Linked DNA regions of Gossypium arboreum: regions 1 and 2 are each linked to region 3. Evidence: chromatin contacts called from public Hi-C data. All regions are on one chromosome and are shown on one strand. Each heading gives the region's core, a stretch centred on a gene start, on an enhancer-like site or on the middle of the called end of the contact. The rest is flanking DNA. Distances are from core to core; before and after follow the strand shown. Region 1 holds the start of LOC108457125. Region 2 holds the start of LOC108457191 (SWI/SNF complex subunit SWI3C). Region 3 holds the start of LOC108489647 (ubinuclein-1).

What was found. Hi-C and Micro-C count contacts between places; a contact is called where the count stands out from the background.
Region 1: a Hi-C map of leaf shows a contact between it and region 3, with 3 times the contacts expected there. The contact joins the promoter of LOC108457125 here to the promoter of LOC108489647 in region 3. A contact is called at or near these places in 2 of 5 Hi-C or Micro-C datasets (both in leaf).
Region 2: a Hi-C map of leaf shows a contact between it and region 3, with 2.0 times the contacts expected there. The contact joins the promoter of LOC108457191 here to the promoter of LOC108489647 in region 3. A contact is called at or near these places in 2 of 5 Hi-C or Micro-C datasets (both in leaf).

What each region holds. Positions count from the first base shown.
Region 1 is chr3:123,857,753-123,861,986 of ASM2569848v2, reverse strand. LOC108457125 reads right to left here and starts at 1,459. Exons shown (of 7, transcript XM_017755985.2): 1 at 1-1,459. The coding sequence starts at 836. It overlaps LOC108457127, which reads left to right and starts at 1,753. Exons shown (of 2, transcript XM_017755987.2): 1 at 1,753-2,452; 2 at 2,531-3,063. The coding sequence starts at 1,954. The coding sequence ends at 2,829. It also overlaps the pseudogene LOC128290401.
Region 2 is chr3:123,812,641-123,816,810 of ASM2569848v2, reverse strand. It overlaps LOC108457191 (SWI/SNF complex subunit SWI3C), which reads right to left and starts at 2,897. Exons shown (of 7, transcript XM_017756101.2): 1 at 2,518-2,897; 2 at 1,887-2,381; 3 at 615-1,150. The coding sequence starts at 2,536.
Region 3 is chr3:124,375,960-124,380,104 of ASM2569848v2, reverse strand. It overlaps LOC108489647 (ubinuclein-1), which reads left to right and starts at 1,749. Exons shown (of 14, transcript XM_053025861.1): 1 at 1,749-2,344; 2 at 2,612-2,698; 3 at 2,780-2,872; 4 at 3,015-3,091; 5 at 3,534-4,140. The coding sequence starts at 2,090.

The DNA of each region.
Region 1 (4,234 bases), core at 210-2,709, 520 kb after region 3:
ATATCTTGAATTCCCCTTCCAGTCAATAACACCTCATTCAAATCAAGATATATATGCCCAAAATCATCCAATTGAAAGCAAGAAAAGCTCAAGCAACCAGCAATCAACCCTTCTTTATGTAAAGAAATGACTGCCTCACACATTTCCATACCCATCAGTGCAAAATTAAAAACCCCTTCTTTCTCAAAACACCCCAAGTCCTTATCCAAAAAGTTCCCCCATTTTTGCTTCTCACTCACTAAATACAGAACCCCATCCCCAAGATCACCCCACAGACCCAAAACTCTACAAATTCTACAATTTTGCTTAGTAAAAGCTCTTAAAACTAAACCCAAGTCCTCTCTTTCCTCTTCTTTCATTTCACGCAAACAATCCATAACTCTCACGAGATATCCAGCCTTAAACAAAGAACCATCCTCCTCGCCACTTGAAAAAGACCCAACAGGCAAAAGGCTCACTTGGTCTCTCTCAACGGTATCGTCACGGAGAAGGTAGCTTTTCCAGTTGGAATAAAACTCGTCGGACCAAGAACGAGGGAGGAAAGGGAGATTGGAGACATTTTTGGATTTGTTGACGGGTTTTCGGGGATTTTCAGAGCCGCCGGGGATTAGTCTAAGGAGGTCGATGTTTTTGGGGAGAGTCGTGGGGCCCTCCGGTGGGTACTTGACGAGCACCGTACACGCGGGGCATCGGATTGCTCCCGGGAGTTTCTTAGGGAGGTTTAATAGGCATGACTCGCACACCGTGTGGCCACACGCGAGCACACGCGGGATCGTGCACGCGCCGTCGTACGGTTGCAAACAGACCGGACATTCCGGTAAGTCCTGCGACTCCATTGCCGCCGGGTAGAGAAAAAAGAAAGAAGTTTCGTCTTCTTAAAAAGCAGTACCCTCCCAAAAAACACGTCGTTTCACTTTGACCAAAATCTACCTTCTGACATTTTTACCCTTACAGTTTCCAAATAATACCAAAATCACTCTCCTTTACCAGCAGTTCGTTTTCTCTGAATACATCTTTCTCTGAAATTTGACGTATCGATATCGCAACGGAGAGGGACCGGCGGCGTACGGCGGCGCATTGAGGGTTTAAAGAGCATGGCAGGATCAAGAAATTCAATGCTCTATTCGTTTCTTCTATTTACCGTCATTCTTTCACTCCAAATGATGTTTCGAGGAAAATTAGCGTCCTCAGAACTGTTCACCATTCTAGGTGGATTCATCAGCTCATTCTTGTTTCTCGTGTCACTAACAGTGAGTCCTAGAAGTCCCGAATTGGATCCTTTTTCTTATAAATTCATCGCCTGGATTCGCAATCCACTGTTTTATACGATGCATTTGCCATTGTTTAAAGCTCCAACAGAAGTCTGAAAATCTGACGTTATTCGAGTTTGAGACATATATAACATGATTAAGCATGATAAGATCTTTTTCCCTTGGTTATTTCAGTTCATTGGGAATTTCCAGTAAGCATTTGGGATGAGAACTGGCTGGGGAGCTGGTGAGTATACATAGCTACTTTCGTTTTTTGCCTTTTTAATTATTTATGATGAGATTTTATTCAGAAAGGTTAGGAGGATGAAGAAAGATGCTACAGATCACAATAAAAAAACACGAACACAATATGTTTAAGAAATATGCAAATTGAGTAATAGACATGACCGCATGAGAAGTTCAATGCATATTTAAACATGTTAGCATATGCATACCATTCTGCTCAATCTAAAGCATTTATCATAATTTATGTTTTGCAGGAAAACGCTTACAACAGTTGTAAGTAAAATATTTTCAGCTGAATGCATTTTCAGTTAAGTTACCTGAAAATACCTCCAGGTGAAAGTGTTTTCCCTAAGAGTAAGGTGCTACTTTCTTCAATGGCTATTTAATTAGTAATATATATATATATATATATAACTATGTTTGAATGGATGTCATATGAGGATCCGACAATTTAAGAATGCATCCCATCGAAATTTTTGGTGAATCCAACATCTGGCATGTGAAGGTGTTATTGGTAGTGAACACTACTGTAGAGATGTACGAGTCGGATAGAGTGTTGCAGCAATTCGAGTTCAGGCAACAAATTTCAGTGGCACCTCAAGACCTCGATGATCTACATCCTATCGACTTGCAAGGGAGGATAGATGAGAATAGGTTGATATTCCACGCACAATATATCAACATGTGGAACAATATGTACGAGTTTTTACCTACTAGCGAGGTCATTGTCGTTCCAGAGCTAGCCTACGATCCGAAGTACATACAATGGTTTAGGGTTTATGGCAAGTTATACTTGTTAGGGGAAGAGGCGAGGAGTCGACAACCACATACGAGGAGGTCACGACAGGCGCCTATACATCCAAGGTCTAGCGAGGTGGGTCCGTTGTCAGCACCTACACAAGAACCAACACCGATAGCCGCACCACCCCTAAGTCAGTTTGTCTCGTCTTATTCTGGTGCGTATACTAACCCTGTCATTTTCACACAAGCATTATATATTTCTCCACATTTTTCTACTTTTACTTCGATGCTAGGTTTTGTTTTTGGACCTTTATCCCTGGTGTATTACATGCTGATGCCATCGATATTTTCGACAACGACGATGCCAACGACGACGTATGGGCCATCTATGATTCGGGCACCGACCGAGAGTCCAATTGCTATGTCATCGATGTATGGGACACAATATAGTTATACCTCTATTCCGATGGTGCCTCAAATACCTCCAGGATCATTGTTCTACCAAGGTGGATCATTTACCCAACCACATATTCCTAGACAGGAGGATGCACGGGTAACCAAGGAGCAATCAGTCGTAATCAACCACAAATGAAGGTGAAGAAGATGATAGGCCAAGACCACAACCTATACCGGAGGTCGAACCAAGAAGGAATCCGTCTCGCAACCGCTGGTTAACCCGATGTAACACATATTCTAATCGGGGATTAGATTGATTTACTTTATTATTGTACTTCTTATGTTCACATTGAAATAAATATCAAACGTTTTTATTGTATCGATTTTGTACATTATTATGTTTTTAAATCAATATCATTTTTTCATTAAAGTTGGTCTTTATTATCATTTCATAATATTAAATCAAGACTGTACATGAATAATGGAAGAAAGTTGTATAACTTATTGATTTGTATTGTATGACAAAAACGCGTGTTTAATATTTCAACAAAATTGATGTTAATGATGTGTTATGCTTGTATCATCACTTCGATGTGGACATAATGGTATTGTATGGCCCAGGTTCCTACATCACCTGCATAATCTCGGTTGGTTTGACTTCTCATGACTATTCATGTTGTCACGTATTTGAGTCAACGTCGGTCGACTTTTTGGTTTACAACGCAATGATCTATCGGGTAACAACTTAAATGAAGCACTCGATACAAGCTACCACTTATATTCATCTAAGACATGTGAGAATACATTTCTTCTATTTACCGTAATTCTTTCATTTTGACCTCTCGAACAAGAACATATGTCGATGCCCAAGAGCCTTTATCTATCCTTGAAAACTCCACATATAACTCGAGAAACGGTGATCCACTGTCAATATGCGCCTACACCATTGCCTCCAACCCTTTCGCACCTTTGATATCGAAAGTATCATATTTAAAAGGGTCGACCGAAGCACAAAATCAATATTTAAGGGATGATACTCTCATTTGGTTGGATTTGATGATTTTCAACCTAATTATTGTTCAAAGTTCTAACAATTGTATGTTCTGGTTAAAAGTTAATCGCGTTGTTTTCTCTGATAAAAAAACCACCCCGTTCTCGATGTCACGCACTTCACTGTCATAATAAACAATAGCATTAATTCGTTTACTCATTTTCAACAAAATAACTTGTTCCACATGTTCGAAACAAAAACATCATGCAGAAAAATAATGCTTTAACTAAATATGAACAACAAAGATCAATACTTACTTTATGCAAATAGGGTGGTTGCTCCAACTTATGTCTTGTGTGAGAACTTTTCTTCTTCTGATCTTCTTACAATTTTCTTTGCTCGTAAATGGCTTATGTTACTCAATACTAAAATAGGTCGCATTTATGAACCAGGGGGTGACTCATAGTTCATTCTGAAAATTTTCCCAACCTAGTGGGGGGTTAAAATTTGTAGAGAAAACACTCAAGCAGGGGCCTTGATCGTCAAAAATCTTGGCGTGTCCAGTGGAACGCTTTCAATGCCATGTCAATTGAAAGTTCTTCCAGCTGGA
Region 2 (4,170 bases), core at 1,648-4,147, 560 kb after region 3:
CTATGGTGAACAAGAATTAGTTACCATAAACAAGTGCTTACTTCTAGCAAGAAACTTCATTGTCTACAAGTAAAGATAGAAATCTATAGTAGTTCATTTCTTGACCACCAAAACCAAATAGAAATTACCTAACATGGACTTCCAGGGACTTCCATTTTGTATAGATGAAAGAAACGGTAATAAATATCATATATGACAAAACATTTTGGAAAAGTACACCAGGTCCTAGTGTTCCTAACATTATGGAACTGCCAGATGAATGACCAGATAAAAGTGTTTGAGCTCCAAACTCAAAGGTGGCATGACCTAGGAGTGACTCTGCTGATATAGCGAAAGCTGCCAAAATCCTAAGCGAAATGGATTTTCTCTAACAATTTCAAGAATGGTATTATTCTTCCCCAAAAAACAAAGGGAAAAACTACTAATAAATATTGCACAAACCATCCCTTCATACATGGTATGCAGTTCATTAAATTATATTTCTGCAGTTCATTAAATTTTCAAGGTAAAATTTGTACATATGGAGCAAGGAATTGGTCAGATGAACATCAGAAAGAACTATCAAGGCTTACCATGAAAAATATAAATATTAAGATGGCCATAAAGTCACATACCTCCTTTTGTGACTGATAATATGAGGTGGGAATAGGCTGACAACAAGAACTACAATAGTTTTCAGATAAGCGCTCTCGTATTCTGTTGTCCAAGTCAGAGACATCGTTATCATGACATGACAATGGGGAATAAACATCTGCTGCCTTAAGCCTACATTTCGGCTTTTCAAATTTGATCAAACTATCAATAGACTTTAAAGCAGCTGATGGCACATGAACCTCACCATTTGATTCCTCCCTTAAGTAGGATCCAACTTTCCATGGCTCATGACTTGGTGCAGCTGCACAATAATTGATGATTCCCCAGTGATCAAGAAACCGAAAAATCCGAGTTAAATCCTCATTATTGATACCATTTACCAACCCCTGACAATCAGAAACTGTAATTCTCTTCCCAGGATTATCCATGTATTTGACAACTATTTGGTTTCTACATTCAATATATCTTTCTGGCGTGTGTTCAGGTGACTTCCCAGAGAAGAAAAGTGGCACAACTTGTCTTTCTAGACGATGCACTGTGGCTGGTGAAAACCACTCTACTTGCAAGGAAACCCACAAACACAACCAATTATTAATACACGAATAAGAAGATTTTAGTTCACAAAGAGAGAGGGTGCAACATAAGCTTGGAGTTTATAATGCATATTTCTTCTACTAATGCTAGACATGACATGACATGACATGACATGACACGACACACATATCATGTAAATAAAACCAACCCAAGTTTAAATTGCTTAACTTTTGTTTTAATTTAGATTACATCTCCTGTCTGAGCTAGATCAAGATTCAAGACATTTCTTAGAGTCCAATCAAAAGAAGGTCTAGTCTAGATACTAATCAACTCACATAAAAAAAACGATTATAAAGTTCCCCAGTCAAATACAAAAAGGACCTTAAATTATATACTTTCTCAAAAGACTTTTCCAACAGTGCATCTTAAATTCAAGATGATAAAGAAAGAACTTTTTTTTTTTTGAAAGGTACAAAGAAAGAACATTCACCAAATATTAGCAGCTTGCGTTCACTACGAGAAACAGACGAAAGTCAAACCTTTGAAACTCTTCAATCCTACATCTTAATACCACTTACAGTCAATTAATATAAATAAGCTCCATCTATTTATACCCTTGATTTATAGGAAATTTGTTGAAATTAAACCCCCTAAACTTGTTTCCAGATTATTCTTTCGGCTAGCCAAAGTCAGACTCAAAATTGAAACCAGGCAAAAGTTTAAAGCATGAAGATATTAAAGAGACAGCGGAACCGAACCTGAATGCATTGGCAGGACATGAACCCTACTCCCAAACCTCTTAACAACACCACGACCCTCCATTATAGGAGGAGGGGTGATCACATACTTCTCCGGATCAACAACGGGAGCTTCCGTAGAAACCGACTGTATCTGCCCGTGCGAAACATTCTCCAAAACCGCCAGCTCAACCTGCTGATGCACCTTACTATCCCCAATCAAACCCGCCCGTTCAGATGCCACGATCGCCATTACGGAACCGTGAGGACAGTTCACGGTTCTCTTCACCACGGGAGGGAACTCCGAGATGCGAAGTCCACCGCCGGCCAGGACCTCACTCTCGCTGGAGCCCGGTAAGGATGGATCCGTGGCGACACCGGCGGCATCGTCCCCGGAGTTGTCAAGGTCATCGTTGTTCTCTTCTTCATCGTCTTCCTCCGGAACCACATCCTTTTCTTCCAGCTGGTGCTTCAATCTTCGCTCTCGCTTCCGCCGCTTCCATCTACCTCGACCATCTATCCCAAAAAAAAAAATTAAAAAAATTAATTCTAGGAAAAATGAAAAACGTAATTAGGGTAACTTAAATTTTATTATCATTGGATACGGAAAATGAGAAAATAATTAAAAGAAAAAAGAGGGACGAGAGATTGCCTGAAGAAGAAGCAGGCATTGGATTGAATTAGTAGTGAAAGGTGAAATTACAGAGAGGAAGTGTGTGAAATGGCGAAAGAATTTTGTGGGGTGGGGGGTTAAAATTGCAGGGACGAGAAAGGTGTAGTAGTAGTAGTATATTAGCAGAAGGAGAAGGAGAAAGAGAAAGTGAATAGGGACTTTCCTTTTCTTTTCTTTTCTTTTCTCTTCTCTTTCTCTTCTTTGTTTTGGTTCTGCCCTCTGTTTCTTAACTTTTCCCTCCCGCACTTCACCGTTTTTCCTTTGGGATCTTGGCGTGAGTAGGCTTAGTGGGCTCACTCGGTTACCCACCAACGTTTAGTCAATGTTATAAAAGTCAAATAGGTATCGAATCTCGACATACCATTGATTTTCGATTTAATCTTATATTTAGAGATTCATTTATTCCCCTTGTTTAGACTAATATATAGACAAGTTCTCAATTCAATTGATTGATTCAATCCAGTTTTAATAACATTGGGTTTCATCAATATTTTTTGAATTGAACTAACCGGTCAAGGTACAAGTCCAATGAAAAGTAAAAAATTCTATTGATTAGTGAACCTAGCTAAAACCGATTTTTATAAACTTTTTAATTATTTTTTAAAATCATATATGTCATAGAAACACAAGTAAATATGAAAATTTTAAGTTTAGATATAGTTGGTTGAGTTACACGAGCCACAAATAACTCTCAAAGCATAAGTTACTCTCAATTAAAAATATTTTTTATCGACTGGATAAGATACTTTGAATTCAATAGAAAGAGCTAATTGTTATGCTCCATAGAGATCACTTATAAAAAATCTAGGATTTTCATAAAGTTAATTTGATGTGGTCACTAGGATGACACTGCGATGCGGCTTTGGTCTGACAGTTGAATACAACAATTAGGTCTTCCTAGAGATTCATGTGATCATAAATTTCCGGACCAATTACAAAGTGTCACGTATCAAGCTGAAGTTATTGTAATTCAAGCCAAACTTATCATGGTGAAAATTTGATGACATCATAATTATTTTTCTCTAATTAGTTTAAGTTAATTAATAGATAAATTTATCCCTAATTAAAAATAAAATAATTAAATGATAAAATTAAATTATTATTTCATATTTAATCAATTAATAAGAGAAAAATAATAAATAAAAGACTTTAATTACTTGTAGAACCTTCTTTTATTCAAGTAATTAGTACTATAAGAAGAGGTGGCCCCAAGCCATTATGTAAATTCACAAGTTCAAGAAGCCCAAAAGATCTCATCAAAATTATCTGAAGAAGTTGAAGAAGTTGAAGAAATTTTGATGAACACCATACCCATTCTGAAGAAAACCAACCTTCCAATCCAGTTCATATTTGGAGAAGAAGACAAAAGTCGTTTCTGAAAAAAGTTGTCTTTCGATCCAAATCAACTAAAGAAAGAAGGTCCAAACCTATTTCAAGAAGAAGTCAACATGACCCTTGAAGTAATCACATCCATCTAAGACCAAGTCTAGACAACTTTAGATTACAGCTAAATCAAAGAGAAGAATCAAATAAGTTTTCTTTGTAAAGAAATCCAGAGATTGTAACTTCTCTTTCAAAGTTATCAATAAATTTGACTTAGAAATTTCAAGTCAACTTTCAACTTAAAATTTG
Region 3 (4,145 bases), core at 500-2,999:
TCATTTTATGGATTGTCGTAATATACTACTTAGCCATTAGGTAGCTAGACTTCCTAAATGCATGCTTAATCGTTATCCAGCCATTAGGTAGCTAGACTTCCTAAATGCATGCTTAATCGTTATCCATTCACCATATCACCTGATCTCCTTTGGGTTCGATCCTTAGAATACTTTAAGTGTTCCATTGTACACTTACAAATATTACAATTGGCTTGTCACACTTGTAGTCAAAGCCGCTTTTAAATCTTTCTAGTTTGTGCTAATTCTCTGCCTAGTGTTTGTACACTGTCGTGCAATCAAATCCATGGTACATGCTTTGTTGGCCAATGCTTTTCTTGCTTTCTCATATTTACCCTAGAAAGCCGATCGATGTTCTAAAGGTATTCCAAAAGATCTTACGCAAAGCCAAACTATCGTTTCAACTGGTCAGGATGCTGGCACTCCATGCTATGGAAACAATGATAAGCACCCGCACCCTTAATAACACTTATTGCTTAAAAATTGTCCCAAGTATGATAGTGAACACTTTTTTCTAGGTACACACCATCCACAAAAATTGCAGATATATGCAAATACATTCATTAACAAGAATAATGAATTGTATTGGATGTGAACACAATATCAACATACCTCTTTATTGGCTTGTTGATCGACTTCTCATCATATCCAAGTAAGGTCCATTCTATAACAGTATGATCTGAGTGACCCCTAAATCTATTCAAAATTCAATGCAATAGCAGATTATAAAAATTGGTAATTGAGTACATTTTAAGTTATTATATACAATTATATGTTTACATTATATTAAGAGAGAATTCCTAAGATTGGGAAGGGATGAGTGCTAACCACGACATATGTATCTACGCTCATGTTTGCAGACATAGCAATAATCATTTACTTCATCGATTGGTTCTTGAGTTGCCTACAAAATACTCTGTACAAATATGCCAGAGTTGTTGAACCTTAGCTGGACGTATCGATCATCTCAAAAGACTTTAATAGAGGAAGATACATGATATAGATCTTGTTGCCAAACTTGTATGGCAACAACAATCCTCTTACCATTGAAAGTATCATAACTTTGGCATATCAATTCATCTCCCCCAAAGTTGTATGTAGTGGAGTGACCAGTTTGAGACGCCTCTTTCAACAATGTACATTTCATTTAATTCAATTTTCTTTTTAGACAACTTGATATCTAGGAACCGCTCACACTCATACTCCACGTCTATATTAGCTCCGATTACTGCACGCCCATCGATTATTAAAATGACATCTACTAGAATTATAACTGCTTTCCCGCATGTAATGGTCACACTTAACTATTTACACTTTTTTTAGGCTTCCTAAAGTTACCTGATTTACTCTTGAGCTTTTCGCATATGTTGTTTCAGGTTGCAACAGCGGTGAAAACATACATCGAGGATCTACGTATCATGATCATCGACCTAAACTCTTTTTTATTAATAAAGTTTTCTGATTTTCGCGATACTAAATTTATAGGCCTCTTGGACATCTGTCTTGTTCTTATTGTAATTTTTATCTTTCAGTGATTGTAATTTATTTGAGACTTTAATCATTGTTTACTAAAATCTATCTAATACTATCCAAATAAAATATAAAAACATAATTTGAATTTAATTACTGATCGCATATAAGAAGAAACAGGATTTGCTACAAAAAGGATTATTAAAAACTTCACCGAAGATACTAAATTTACTAAACAACATCACCAAAAATTCTATTAAAAATACTGATTTTACTATACTAAGTAAAAAAAAAAAATCATTAAAATACAAAATAAAAGAACTAAATTAAGGCTTCAATTTCTACCCAACCTCCAAAAGATTTACCGAAATTGCATTATTTCTTATCTCATCTCCAAAAAAAAGATCCAAAGAAAATATCAGAAACTTAAGTTCCCAATTCTTTTTTCTTTTGAAATTCTCTCGTTGCATTTGATGCATTTGCCTCTCTTTTATGTGATCATCATTAAAAGCAAACCTGGTTAATGTTCTAAACTAGGCCAGCAGCGTCTCTGCTCCCAAATAAATCAACCCACTGGGTTTTACCCGACCCGGAATTGATTATGGAAGATAATAGTGTTGGTGGTACCGGTGAGCCCTCCGGAGTGGTCGCACCCAAGGTGATGAAGGCTGGTGACCGGCAAGTTTTCACGGTTGAGCTCCGACCAGGAGAGACAACATATGTTTCGTGGAGGAAGCTTGTCAAAGACGCCAACCGGGCCCGTGGATCTTCTGCCGCTTCTGCGTCTGTAGTGGCGGCTCCGGCACCTGAGCTGCCTCCGAATGCCCACCCTAATCTCCAGTCTCGCATCGCTCCTGTAAGAGCCGCTTATTCAATCCCTAATTTTCACTTTTTATTTTTTTTTCCTTATTTTTAATGTTCTTAAAATGCGTGATTACTCCAATTTTGACTTAGTAGTTTTCTTGTAGTTTATTCAATTAATTGTGCTTGAATTTTGTTTTATTGTATATCTGAATGCGTTAGTATTTACTTGGTTCCCTAGAAAATGTGGGAAACTGAAAGAAATTTTGGTAATTGCTTTTTCCCCTTTTCACCCGTTCTTAATTATGTTTGACATTATCAGGGACAAACGGCTGTAAAAGAAGAGAAAGACGAGCCAGCCCCAAATCGTTTCAGTGCTGTTATTGAGAAGATTGAACGTCTTTACATGGTATTTTTATATTTTATTATGTTTGCGAGAATTGTGAGCTGCACTTTTAATATGTTAATGTGAAGTGAAATTCTTTTTCAGGGTAAAGATAGCAGTGATGAGGAAGAACTGGATGAGACTCCAGATGATGATCAATATGATACAGAAGACTCTTTTATCGATGATGCCGAGCTGGTAAACACTAAAATCTATTGCTTCTATCTTTTATGTGTCTTGTTGGTTTTATGCAACTGTAGTTATGCTATTCTTATTGTAACAAGGAGGGCGGAATGTATTTTTATTGGTTCATAATGTTGCTTCATTGTTCATTATGCAGGATGAGTATTTTGAAGTTGATAATTCAGCTATAAAACATGATGGATTCTTTGTTAATAGGGGAAAATTGGAAAAAATGTGAGTTTCTTTGAACTGTTCTTATTCTGCTGCTTCTCCACCTATTGGTGACAAAGTTTTAGTAAGGATCCTCTTGCCTATACATATGCATCCTATGGCATACCAGGAGCAACTGTACACCACACATCTCTTATTGGTTAAAGCTGGGTTAATTTATGAACTATTTTCTCTTAAATAGGCACATATGTGGGTAGAAGATGAAAAATAAAATTGGATTCACAGTTAGGCTGATGACTTCATTTCCTGATAGCATGAATGTTGCAATTTTAGTGGTTGTCACGCTCCCCTTGCACATTTTATTCCATATTTATTTTATGTTTCTAATTACAATGTGGGCTAAGCTTTATTTTACATTTACAAATTCTAGCTTTTAATGTTAAAAGTCCATTAGTAGTGGATTTCCTCTAACTTTGCTTCACTGATTTCTTTTCATTCTTTCAAGAAATGAACCTCCTGTAATGCCTAACCAGCAGCCCAAGAAACGGCGAAGAAAGGAGGCTGCAAAACCTCCTAGTGAGAGTGATGATGGTCATGTGTCAAATAAACATGCAAAGGCAGCAAAGATGGTTGCAGGGACGGCTGAACCATCTCTGGGGAAGAATAATTCTAGTTCTCAGAATTTTACTGCAGTAGATGAACAATACAGGGATGGAAAAGTCCTGAATCAATTACCAGTTTCTGGTGTTTCTTCCAAGAAGAAATCTTCTGCGACAAGACTAGCATTGGATTCTTCTTCATATATGAAAGATCCAAATAGTGACACTTCTGCACCTTTGGCAGATGTCAAGGATATTGAGAATTTGAAGATGGGATTTCTGCAGTCAAAAGGTGTTGTCAGTAACAAATTGAAAGATGCAACTGGATCCTCTGATGTTTTGCATCAGAAATACCATGATAAAAGTGATCTCGCTCAATCGAAATCCCAACATGGAAAACTAAGCGGCAATGTTGATAAGCTTGAACAATCAATTCGACTGAGAGAAAACAATGGCATCCATGAGTTGCCAGACATTAATGTTTCTGATGGCATACATGCTATGCATACAGCAGTAAG